2 separate regions of the Mus musculus genome follow, and region 1 is linked to region 2. The links are chromatin contacts, called in public Hi-C maps. All regions are on one chromosome and are shown on one strand. The core of a region is the stretch at or near the end of the contact, and the rest is flanking DNA. Distances in the headings are between cores, read along the strand shown. Region 1 has its middle 26 kb from the start of Gldc. Region 2 overlaps Gldc (glycine decarboxylase).

Region 1 (5,665 bases), core at 476-2,975, 95 kb before region 2:
AGGCACAGTTTAACAAAACACACGAAGTCCTGAGAGTGTGGGGCTAGAAAGCAAGTATCAAGTCTGGTGGAAATACATATAAATAGAGCCTGTCCCATTTTTAGACAGTGTGTTGCTATGTAGCCAGAGCTGACTGTGGCTCTTGTTAACTCATGATTCTCCTGTCTTAGTGCCATACCCTCCCAAATGCTGGGTTACAGTTAGAGACCACCATGCCAGGCTAGCAGTCATTTTTAAATATTTGTGTATTTTGAGATTCTCTTTCCTCCCTCCATCCCCTCCTACATAACCCCTGACACTGGTATTTTTCAAATCTATGGCCCCTTTTTCTTTCTTTGTTGTCCCATATATACATACGTACATAAACATACAAGATACATTTCTAAATATATAAATACAACCTGCTCAGTCCATATAATGCTACTTGTATCTATGGTGTGGGCTGACCGTTAGTATTGGATAACCAGCTGGTGTGTTCTTCCTTGGGGAAGACTATTTCTCCCATTCTAAGCATTGCTCAGCTGCCTGTAGTTCTTTGTCTAAGGTTGAGGTATCATGGGCTTTCCCCCTCCCACATTACCAGGTCTGTTGGCGCCCTCTTTGTTCAGGTCATGTTTAGGTAGCCCTGGTGGCGAAATCTCATCTCTGGCATTTCTAGAAGACACAATCTCCTAGCAAACTCCCTGTTTCTCTGGCTCTTATACTCTTTCCACCTCCTCTTCCACAATGATTCCTGATCCCTAGGGGCAGGAACTATGTTGTAGATGCCTCACTATGGACCGGGCCCCACAATGGCATTTAGGTTGATTAGAGCTCTCTATAATGTTCTCCATCTGTTGCAGAGAGGAGTTTCTTTTCTTTTTCTTTTTTTTTTCTTTTCATTTTGGTTTTGGTTTTTCGAGACAGGGTTTCTCTGTGCAGCCCTAGCTATCCTGGAACTCACTCTGTAGACCTTTCTGGCCTCGAACTCAGAAATCTGCCTGCCTCTGCCTTCCGAGCGCTGTGATTAAAGGCGTGTGCCACCACGCTCGGCTTTTTTGTTGTTGTTTTCTTTGTTGTTGTTGTTTGTTTTGTTTTGTTTTTGTTTTTGTTTTTGTTTTTGTTTTTTTCGAGACAGGGTTTCTCTGTGTAGACCTGGCTGTCCTGGAACTCACTCTGTAGACCAGGCTGGCCTCGAACTCAGAAATCCACCTGCCTCTGCCTCCCAAGTGCTGGGATTAAAGGCCTGTGCCACCACGCCTGGCAGGAGTTTTCTCAATGAGGGCTGAGCACTACACTCGCCTGTAAGTGCAAGAGTAAATAGTTAGAATATAGTTAAGGGTTTTGCTGGTTTGGTTAAGTGCATTTTCTTGCACATACAAACTGCTTAATGTGTGGAGTTTAGAGTCGGGTCTGATGAAACTGAGCAGAAGGGCCGTGACAGTTCCCCAGCCTGTCGAGCTGCCTTTGAAGATGCAGCAAGTGTTCTGATGGACGGCGACACTGTGCAGGCCACTCAACAGTCGCTGCAACCTTTCACATACAGTTCAGTCACTACCTGGGCACAACCCTAAGAGGTGGAAGTCTTTTATGGCACAGAGTCTCTGCTCTGTCTGGAAGGGTTGTGTTCCGCCTGTGACCGATGTTTTGCCCTTCCTGAGCTTTGCTGACCCTCAGTGTACTCTCCCACAGGGCTGATGGACTTGGAAGAGACGGAGAGGTGTGAATGATTAATAGGAAAGGATTCATGACGCCACGGCCAGTGAGACATTGCTGGAGCAGGGCTGTACAGATAGTGAAGGGAGCCTGTCTGCACTGAAGTGCGAGTTTTCATTTTAAAGAAAGAACATCATAAGCCAGCACTCAAGAGTTTCTGCAAAGGGGAGAGTGGAGGAAAAGAATTCTTTTCTCCTTGTTTTTGTTTTTATTTTTGTTTCTGTTTTAAGACAAAGTCATAGGCTGGCCTCTAGCTTCTACCTCCCAACTGCTGGTATTATAAGTGTATGCCACCACTTATGGTGTTTTGTTGTGGATGTTGTTTGAGTCCGGCTTTTGCTACGTATTCCTAGCTGGCTTCAAACCCAAGGCAGTCCTCCTGTCTAAGCCTCTTTCATACTGGGATTGCATGTGTGTGCTATCTTACCTAGCTTGGAAACTGTTCCTAGAAACTGAGTCCACTTCCTGCTACTTCATCAAGAGAGAGGTTTGGGAGAGTTAGGAAAGCTTTGGGGAGGCAGGGGATAGTCAGAACTGGGGAGATAGAGCTCCACGTGCTAGCCAATTTCCCTGCCGCTAACCTGCTTCCTGGGTCGCTTCTGTTTTTGGCCTAGAAAAGAAATCCTTCACATGTACCATATTTTCTTTATCCATTCTTCAGTTGATGGGCATCTGGGTTGTTCCTAGCTTCTGGCTAGTGTGAATAATGCTGCTATGAACATAATTGATCAAGTGTCCCTGTGCTATGGTGGAGAATCTTTTGAGTATATGCCCAGGAGTGGTATAGCTGGATCTTAGGGTAGAAATATTCTCAATATTCTGAGAGACCACCAAATTGACTTCCAGAGGGTTGTACAAGTTTGCACTCCCATCAGCGGTGGAGGAGTGTTCCTCTTGCTCCATATCCTGGACAGCCTGTGACCTTAGTCATTCTGACAGGTATAAGATAGAATTTAAGAGTCATTTTGATTTGCATTTCCCTGATGACTACAGATGTTGGAGATTTCTTTAAGTGCTTCTCAGCCATTAGAGATTCCTCTGTTGAGAATTCTGTTTAGCTCTGTATCCATTTTTTAAAGTGGGTTATTGGTTTGTTGCTGTCTAATTTCTTGAGTTCTTTACATATTTTGGATATTAGTCCTCCATCAGCTGTATATGGTTGGTGAAGATCTTTTTGTTGCTTGTAATTTTAAAAACATTCTTGCTGCTTTGGCTGGAGCCATACTCTTGGCTTAGCTCCGAGATCATGCTCCCACCAGCCCTAGTTCCCCACCCCCAATCCCTCTGCCAATGACCAGTTGGCCTTTCTTTCCCAGGAACTGCAATTGCTCCCCTAGTCCCTCATGGCTAGCTCCACCAGATACCAACAACCACCCCAGCTGCCCACTTTCTCCTCCTGCTCACCTTAGTGTCATGGATGAAAAACACTAGGCAGTTTTATTATTTTAAAACTAGCCAGACAACTCAATGGCTGGGTAAAGAATTTCCTGCCCTAATCTTATCAGCTAGCTCCCTCCATCCTCCTTGCCCCCTCCCCCTCTAGGAGGAAGCTACAAACTCTAGAAGCTCAAATACCTACATGTCTGTTGCTTCCTTCTTGCTCCAAAGCCTGGTCTGAAAACTTTTTTCTGCATCCTTTCTCCTCTTCTTGTGATCTGGGAGTCCCACCTTTTACCCTTCACCCAGCAATTAGCTTCTGCCTCCTTTATTGACACAATCAAGATCCAATTAGGGAATTGACACCTCCCTCTACATCTTTTCACATTCTCTAGGCTGCCATTTTGTCCTATTGATGGTGTTCTTTGCCTTACAGAAGATATTCAGTTTAGTGAGGTCCCATTTATTAATTGTTTATCTTAGTGCCTGAGCCATTGGTATTCTGTTCAGGAAGTTGTCTCCTGTGCCAATGTGTTCAAGGCTATTCCCCACTTTTTCTTCTATTAGGTTTAGTGTATCCAGTTTTATGTTGAGGTTTTTTGATCCATTTGGACTTGAGTTTTGTGCAAGGTGATAAATATGGATCGATTTGCATTCTTCTACATGCAAACATCCAGTTAGACCAGCACCATTTGTTGAAGATGCTTTCTTTTTTTCCTTTGTATTGTTTTGGCTTCTTTGTCAAAAATAAAGTATCTGTAGGTATGTGGATTTTAAAAATGTGGTAGATTTATACAATGTAATATTACTCAGATATTAAAAACAAAGACATCGTGACATTTGCAGGCAAATTGATGGATCTAGAAAATGTCATCCTGAGTGAGATAACCTAAACCCAGAAAGGCATGCATGCTATGTACTCACTTATAAGTAGACATTAGCCATAAATTACAGGCTAAATATGCTATAATACATAGATTCAAAGAAGCTAAGTAACAAGGAGGGCCTAAGGGGTGATGTTTGAATCTCACTCAGAAGGGGAAATAAAATAGGCATTGGAGGTGGATGGAGGGAGGGAACTGAGTAGGAGATTGGGTAAGGAGAAGAACAGGGATGGGGATCAGGTGTGGGGAGAAGAGGTGGGGAAAGGCTGAGAGAGAGAATGGACTCAGTGGGGAGGGCATCTCTGGGACTAGCCAGAAATCTGAGGTGGAGAGGCTCCTGGGAGTCTATGGGGGTAACTCTCGATGAGACTCCTAACAGCTGGAGATATGGAGACTGAAGTGTCCTCCTCCTGTAGCCAGGTGGAACTTCCAGTGGAGGGAGGGGGACACCAACCCACCCATAAAGGCTTCCACCCAAAATTTGTCCTGCCTACAAGATGTACAGGGGATAAAGATGGAGCAAAGATTGAGGGAATGGCTAACCAATGACTGGCTCAACTTGAGATCCATCTCGTGTGAGAGAGCCAACGCCTGACACTATTAATGACACTCTGCTATGCTTGCTGACAGGAGCCTAGCATAACTGTCTTCTGAGAGGCTTCATCTAGCAGTAGATGGAAACAGATGCAGAGACCACTGCCAAACATCAGGTAGAACTTGGGAGTCTTGTGAGAGAGTCAGGGGAAGGACTGAAGGAGACAGAGGGGTCAAGGACACCACAGAAGACCTACAGAAACAACTAACCTGGGCCCATAGAGACTCACAGAGACTAAACCGCCAACCAAAAAAAACATGCATAGGCTGGACCTAGGCCCACTACAAATTTGTTACATATGTGCAGTTTGGTCTTCGTGTGGATCCCCTAACAATTGGAGCAGGGGCTGGCTACCTCTGATTCTCTTGACTGCCTTTGGATCCCCTTTTCCTAGCTAGACTGCCTTGTCTGGCCTCAATGGGAGAAGATGCACTATTACAATGGGAGTAGTAATCCTACTGCTACTTTATGTGCCAGGGAAAGTTGACACCAGTGGGGAACATCCCCTTCTTTGAGAAAAAGGTGATGGGGGAGTGAGGGTGGGGTTTGTGAGGGTGAGACTGGGAGAAGGGGAGGGAGGGGTTACAATCAGGGTATAAAGCAAATTAATTAATTAATTAATTAATTAATGAAAAAATAAATAATACAAAGTATAATGTAAATCTTAGAAGTTAAATATGTGAGCATGTCCTTTGTACCTCCAGACACAGTTAAAAGAGAGAAAGAAAAAAAGAAAGGAAGAAAGAGAGAAAGGAAGAAAGAGAGGAAGGAAGGAAGGAAGGAAGGAAGGAAGGAAGGAAGGAAGAAAGAAAGAAAGAAAGAAAGAAAGAAAGAAAGAGAAAGAGAGAGAAAGAGAGAAAGAGGAAGAAAGAAAGAGAGAGAGAGAAAGGAAGGAAGGAAGAAAGGAAGGAAGGAAGAAAGAAAGAAAGAGAGAGAGAGAGAAAGAAAGAAAGAAAGAAAGAAAGAAAGAAAGAAAGAGAGAAAGAAAGGAAGGAAGGATGAAAGAAAGGAAGAAAGGAAGGAAGGGAGAGAGAGAGAGAGAGAGAGAGAGAGAGAGAGAGAGAGAGAGAACAAAATCTTCACAGGTCAATCAATACTCAGTCATAAGTACCAG
Region 2 (6,199 bases), core at 906-3,405:
GCGCGCGCGCGCACACACACACACACACACACACACACACACACACACACACACACACAGAGGAACTAGGTAGATACCTGGTGCTCCAGTCACGGAAGGAGAAACAAGGCCTAGAACATTGAGGAGTGAGAGCGAAGCCCCTCAGCAGATAATGGCACTAAGAAGGGTGGCCAGCGGCTCCTGCTCTTGGTTCCTCCGCCCAGGCAGGCCCCGCGTCTACATTACTTATCGTCTCTAACTTAAAGGCTGCTCTGATCTTATAAAAAGGGGTACAGAGGAATACTTTGTGAGTTTGTAAATAAAAGGAAGTAAATAACCAGGAGCCCTGGGAGGGTGGTCTCCAGAGAGCAGAGAAGGTTCTGAGGGAAACGTCTCCAAGCAACAAGCAGCGCAGCAGAGTGCTTCTGCAGTTGCTAATGAGTTCAGACAGCGCTCCCGTGCTGTGAAATCCAGCCTGGTGTGTATTTGCTTTAAGGAGGGGATTGAATATTTATGCTGTCTGGTTATATAAATGATGCATATTGTTCAATTCAGAAGTCTGGAGGAAAAAAAAAAAAGCCATGAGAGGGAAAATCTAAGTGATACTTGCATCGTCAGCCAGATAAAGCTAACACTGAATGTTTCACTGTATTCCCGCTCTTATTTCTCTTGGACAATAAGCTAACATCACAGATGCAGTTTGGAGGATTTATTTATTTATTTATCTATTTATTTTTGCATCTGTGTGGGAGAGTATGCTCATCCTTCTTAGTGCATGTGGAAGCCAGAGGTTGACATAGAAACACCTTCTTTAATAGCTCTTTAATGGTTCTTTCATTATTTTTTTAAGACAAGGTCTCTCAAGGAACCTGAAGCTCACCATTTCAGCTATGAGCTAGGCTGGCTGACCAGCAAGCCTCTGTCCTCCTACTTACACATGCAGTGTACCAGAGCACAGCACAGCACAGCACAGCACAGCACAGCCCAATGTCTTTTTATGTGGTTGCTTCATTGCTCTCTCTTTCTCAATCTCTCTCTCTATTTTCTTTCTATTTTTCTCTCTCTCTCTCTCTCACACACACAGACACACACACACACACACACAAACCCACCACTACTACCACCACCAATGTCTTTATGTGGTTGCTCAGTCTCTGTCCCTGCCTCTCCCCCGACTCTCTCTTTCTCACACACACATGTGCTGTCATCTTTTATGTCTTATGTGGCTGTGCAGTATTACATTTTCCCCACAGCTCCACAATGCCTACCTATCCTATTTCCGTGAGTTTTTCCCTATGTGACTGAATAGTGTGGATGCCCTGTGAGTCTATAGTTAAATTTTCAGCTATTTGCATTGTATTGTTGCTAATAAGAACAACCCCTCCAATAGTGTGTTTCTGTTTTTGTTTTTTGAGAAAAACTATTTCTTTAGATAACTTATAAAAAGGGATATGGAGGCTTTGAGCTTTTTATACATGTTTCTTTAATTTTCTCAAGACACCGTGTCAGTTATTTTATGCTACTAGTATTGAGAGTGCCCATCACACCAAGAGTATAGTGAGAAGAATAGACGAAAAAAAAAACAACAAAGGTTTAAAAAAAATTATCAATTTCATGACTGGAAGAGACTTTGTTTTAATTTCTAATACTTAAGGTTTTCTTTCATTTCTTTAGTTAATTATTGGTGGCAGTACTTGTTTTTGAACCTAGGGCTTCACTCCTGCTAGGCATATATCCTAAGGATGAGCTGTCCCAGCCCTAAATGTCTTACATTACGTTTTATTTTAGGCAGCATTGCTAAGATGGAATTAGCATACCTCCTCATATAATTTGCTCGTTTAAGCTGCACAATTCAGCAATTTTTAATGTGTTCACTGATTGCAAAGTTTAGGTTTTGAAAGCAGGAATTAATGTGACTTAAATTGAATGGGGCTGGTTGGCACCCACGAGAGAAGGTCAGATGTCACCACGCACTTAGCATTTATGTAGTGGCTTGGGGCAGGGAGCCCTACTCCATCCCTTGGGACTTCAGAGTACAGAAAGATGGATGGAATTTCCATTTGTTTTTGACATTTTACCCCCAAATTAAATTGCAAGTAGCAGTTCTCATCCCGAACTGAAATGGATTGCTGCTTGCAGACTTGATTACTCAATCCTCAAGTCAGTCAAACCAAACATTGACTCATGTTGGTCTGCTAAACACATATGTTGCACAATTTCAGATCTCCTATTCTGGGGCCCGGAACCCCAGCACTGTTGTGCTTTGGGGACTCAAACTAGGAATGTTTTCAATAATCACGGTGAATCCTAACGTGTCCTATGGCACTATTAGAAGACCAGTGCTCGTCTTAATCATATTTACCAGCAGTAAATCAGATGTTGGAATTGTAGATGCCTGTGAGGCAATCGTTTTAATGAGCTCCAGGCTTGCCAGCGTGAGCTGAGATCTGAATATTAACTAAACTGTCCAGGCTGGTGGGCTTTTAAAGCAAACAAGGGTAAAAGAGATAGGTGGAGAAGCCGGAGAAATATTTTATTCTGCTACAATGAAGAGAAAAGGAATTACTTTACGTAAAACGACTGTTTTGTTGGTGGTATTGGTCAGTCAGTCTCTTTTGTTAGATGCTTTCGTGGGATTTTGTTTTTGTTTTGCTTTGTTTTGTTTTGCTTTGTTTTGTTTTGTTTTGTTTTGCTTTGCTTTGTTTTATGATAGAGCATCTCACTGTGTAGCTCAAGCAGACTGGAATTTGTGATTGACCTGTCTTAACATTGCACAGTGCTGGGATTACAGACATGGCCTCTTGCCACACCCAGAAAAGATGGTAGATTTGTAAGAGAAGGGATTTTTTTTTTAACCTTTCAGGGCCCTTATCTTTTGGGTTAGGTTCACCACGTGCTCCAAAGGGCTTTCCTGTGTTTGGTCTTTGGCAGCATAATTTGACTAATGTTTCTATCTGCCTCTCATCTTGGACAAGCCCAATGTTGCATTGGATTCCAGTCCCTGAAGAACTTTTCAGGTGGCTCTTCCTTTGACAGTGGGCAGTGGCCGCACAGTCTGGCTGGCACGTGCTGTGCCAGGAAAATGCTGGGAGTGACCACACAACCAGAAGACCTTTTGATTGCCCGCCCAGGCTTAATTCACACGAGCTGCTTACCTCTAACCTTCTGAGGCAGTCACTGTGAGAATGTTGCAGCAGTGGCTCCAATCTGTGTTCTCCGGGGGAGGCGTAGAGAATCCTAGCTTCTATACCACAACCCCATGACCCCAGGCATCTCTTAATAAGGAAAGCATTGAATTGGAGCTTGCTTACAGTTTTGGAGGTTTAGTCCATTATTGTCATGGTGGGAAATATAGCAGTGTGCAGGCAGACATAGTGCTGGAGAAGGAGCTGAGCGTTCTACATCCTAATCTGCAGGCACCAGGAAGAGAGAGACATTGGGCCTGGCTTGAACAATTGAAACCTCAAAGCCCACCCCCAGTGACACACTTCCTCCAACAAGACCACACCAACTCCATCAAGGATACAAGTCCTAATAATGCCACTCCCTAAGAGCCTAGTGGGACCATTTCCTTTCAAATGAAGACAATCACACATGGGCCAGGCCACTTCACTTTGTAATTCTATTGCTCCACCTCCTCACCTTTTTAATATAATATTTTTGTTAACTCTTAAGAATTTCAGTCATGCAAATACAATGTGTTTGGATCTTATTCACTCCCAACTTTTCTCCTCCCACAAATCTACCCTGATCTTCTTACCTCCTCCCAACTTTGGGGCCTTTTTTATCCTACCCCTCTTTACTGGATGAGTCCAGTTTATCCAGGTTTTTGATACAGTGCCATAGGACGTTATGTGGTCCCCCACCAGGGCCACGTCCTTAGAACGGACTCTCTCTCCCCAGAAGCTGTGGACTGTCAATAGCCAGGAGTGTTGGGTCCCTTTGACCTTCTTTCTGCAGGTCTGTGCAGGCATCCATAGCTGCTGGGAGCTCATTGTGGCACTGTTGTGTTTAGAAGACACTGTTGGTCCACAGTCCTCCAATGCACACACTCATCCAAAGAGCACCCCCTCCTGTTCTTTCCGACTCCTCTGACTTGGTGGTGTTCACACTCTTAGCTGCAGTCTTGGGTAGGGCTAGAGGAAACAGCTGCTGTTTTAGATTGCCCCAATCTTATCATATACGCAGCAGGTTTATACATCTCTCTCCTAAAAGCTGTAAAGAGAGAAAAACATCTTGGGCCCTGGCCTCTCCTAGACACCAAATTTAAATATTATCCCTTAGAGAGAGGGGTACTCTTTGGATGAGCGTGTGCATTTGAAAATAACATCTGAACCTCATTTTTTTTTTTTTTTGGAATGGACCTCTTCCCAAACCACTCATCTGTGGTGGTGCCTATGCAATGGAATCTTGGGTTTAGCAGTTGGTTCAGTTGCCACTAAACCCCTGCTTGCAAGACTCTCCTCTAGGCCTGCCAACAAATGACTTCTCTCCTGGTGACGTACATTTCCGGCCTCAGGCTAGCCAGATGCCCTGCAGGACAGTAAATATCACTAGCCATCTTCCTGCTGGGGTTGTAGTGCCCAGGGTAGCTGGAAACTCAGAGGAGGAAGGGCAGAGGCTGACGATAGACTCTAAGAATCCTAAAAGTAGAAGTTGATAAGGTCTCAAGGATTTTTGTGATTTTTTTTTTCCTCCTCTAACCTTATAATGGTTATTCCATTGGACACATGTTTTTCTGAGATCACTCACCTAGACATAGACCTTTCTAGAGTCTCATTTGTAACCAGTTTCTCTCTCATCATTGTTAGAGAGCATATGCTAAAACTAGGCAGTGTTAACGTATTTAGTCTCGCACTCTCATGCGTGCTTTCAGACTAAAGGACCATTAAAGGTTTATTCATTATAAAATTACTTTCTTCAGGTTTAGCAGAGTGGCTCAGGCTGCCTTCAGGGGCTGTTAGGGACTGCGGTTAGTTTTGAAGGCTAGAGGTTTGTCAGTGGATTCACCGTTGGCTGAGAGTTGGTAAAACGGGTTATTTGGTTTGGTGTGCATGCTTCTGTGCTGCATATGTGTTCTGTGTGCATGTGAGTGTGTGGGTAGGCATGTGCATGTGAGTGTGTGGGTAGGCATGTGCATGTGAGTGTGTGGGTAGGCATGTGCATGTGAGTGTGTGGGTAGGCATGCACACACACAGAGAGTCCAGAGCAGGTGCTCGGTCCTTCCTTTGTTGCTCTCTGCATTATTGCCTTGAGACAGTGTTTTTCATTGCCAGAAAAACTTACTGTTTGAGCTAGGCTGGCTGACCTGTGAGTGCTTGAGTGCTACATATACCATCCTCTTCACACACACACACACACACACACACACACACTCTCTGCTGGAGAATACAGGCACACATTGCTGTGCCCAGATTTCACATGGGCGCTGGGGATTTGAACCCAGATCTTCATAAAATAAATATTCTTACCTACTTACTGGCCCATTTTCCTAGGTTGGTAAAACCAACTAAGGAAATATATTAAAATATATCAACAGGTGGGCAGAGAATTTGGGAAGTTCCCAGGAATATTGATTGCTTATTAAAGCTGACTTGCTTTCACTGGTTTAAAGATTTTATTTATATTATTTTCAATTATGAATATATGTGCATGTCCGGGCATGGGGTTTGCACGTGAATGTGTCACCCTCGAAGGTAAGAGGAGGGTGACAGATCCTCTGGAGCTGGAGTTACAGGTGACTGTGAGATGCCGGGCATTCGTGCTGCGCACCAAGTGCGCAGGACCTCTGGAAGAACAGGAGTTAACTGCTTAGCCACCTCTCCATCCCACCACCAGCTTATTCTTGATGGCTGGGTGTTTAGCAGCTCCTGATGGACCTAGGAAGGCGGTCTGTTGATGAACTAGATCGCCGTGAACTGACCCCCATACATTCCAGCCTCACTGATTCTAAGGCTATCTGACACTGCTCCCTCTTTCTTTTCTTCCTTTCTATTCTTTCTTTTGTGGATTTTGTTTTGAGACAGAGTCTTGATCTACAGCCTCAAGTGTGTGATTCTCCTGCCTCTGCCTAATTCTAGGATCATAAGAGGACACCACTTCATCTGGCGGGCAGCGCTTATTACTAATCCTCCGTCTGCAGCCTGACATTAAAAGCCCTTGCCATCCTTTGAAGCATCACATTAAACTCCCCATGTGAATATATATTTGTTGACATGTA

The links. A called contact is a pair of places that touch in the nucleus more often than the background predicts.
Region 1: a Hi-C map of liver shows a contact between it and region 2, with 2.9 times the contacts expected there. The contact joins two enhancer-like sites. A contact is called at or near these places in 1 of 15 datasets of contacts at CTCF or cohesin (embryonic stem cells), 10 of 484 Hi-C or Micro-C datasets (cerebral cortex, embryonic stem cells, liver and 5 more), 3 of 115 datasets of contacts at active chromatin or transcription factors (embryonic stem cells, extraembryonic endoderm stem cells and trophoblast stem cells) and 2 of 9 other capture datasets (embryonic stem cells and pancreatic islet).

Annotation. Positions count from the first base shown.
Region 1 is chr19:30,198,406-30,204,070 of GRCm38.p6, reverse strand. No RefSeq gene overlaps it. Among named protein-coding and RNA genes, the nearest start is that of Gldc, 26 kb to the right of the region's middle. Within about 2 kb of position 1,725, at least 11 of the 459 cell types and tissues checked have an H3K27ac peak or open chromatin away from gene starts, as enhancers often do. A contact at or near this core is called in liver, where this site is marked.
Region 2 is chr19:30,103,552-30,109,750 of GRCm38.p6, reverse strand. All of the region lies in intron 21 of Gldc (glycine decarboxylase), which reads left to right. Among named protein-coding and RNA genes, the nearest start is that of Gldc, 69 kb to the left of the region's middle. Within about 2 kb of position 2,155, at least 51 of the 459 cell types and tissues checked have an H3K27ac peak or open chromatin away from gene starts, as enhancers often do. A contact at or near this core is called in liver, where this site is marked.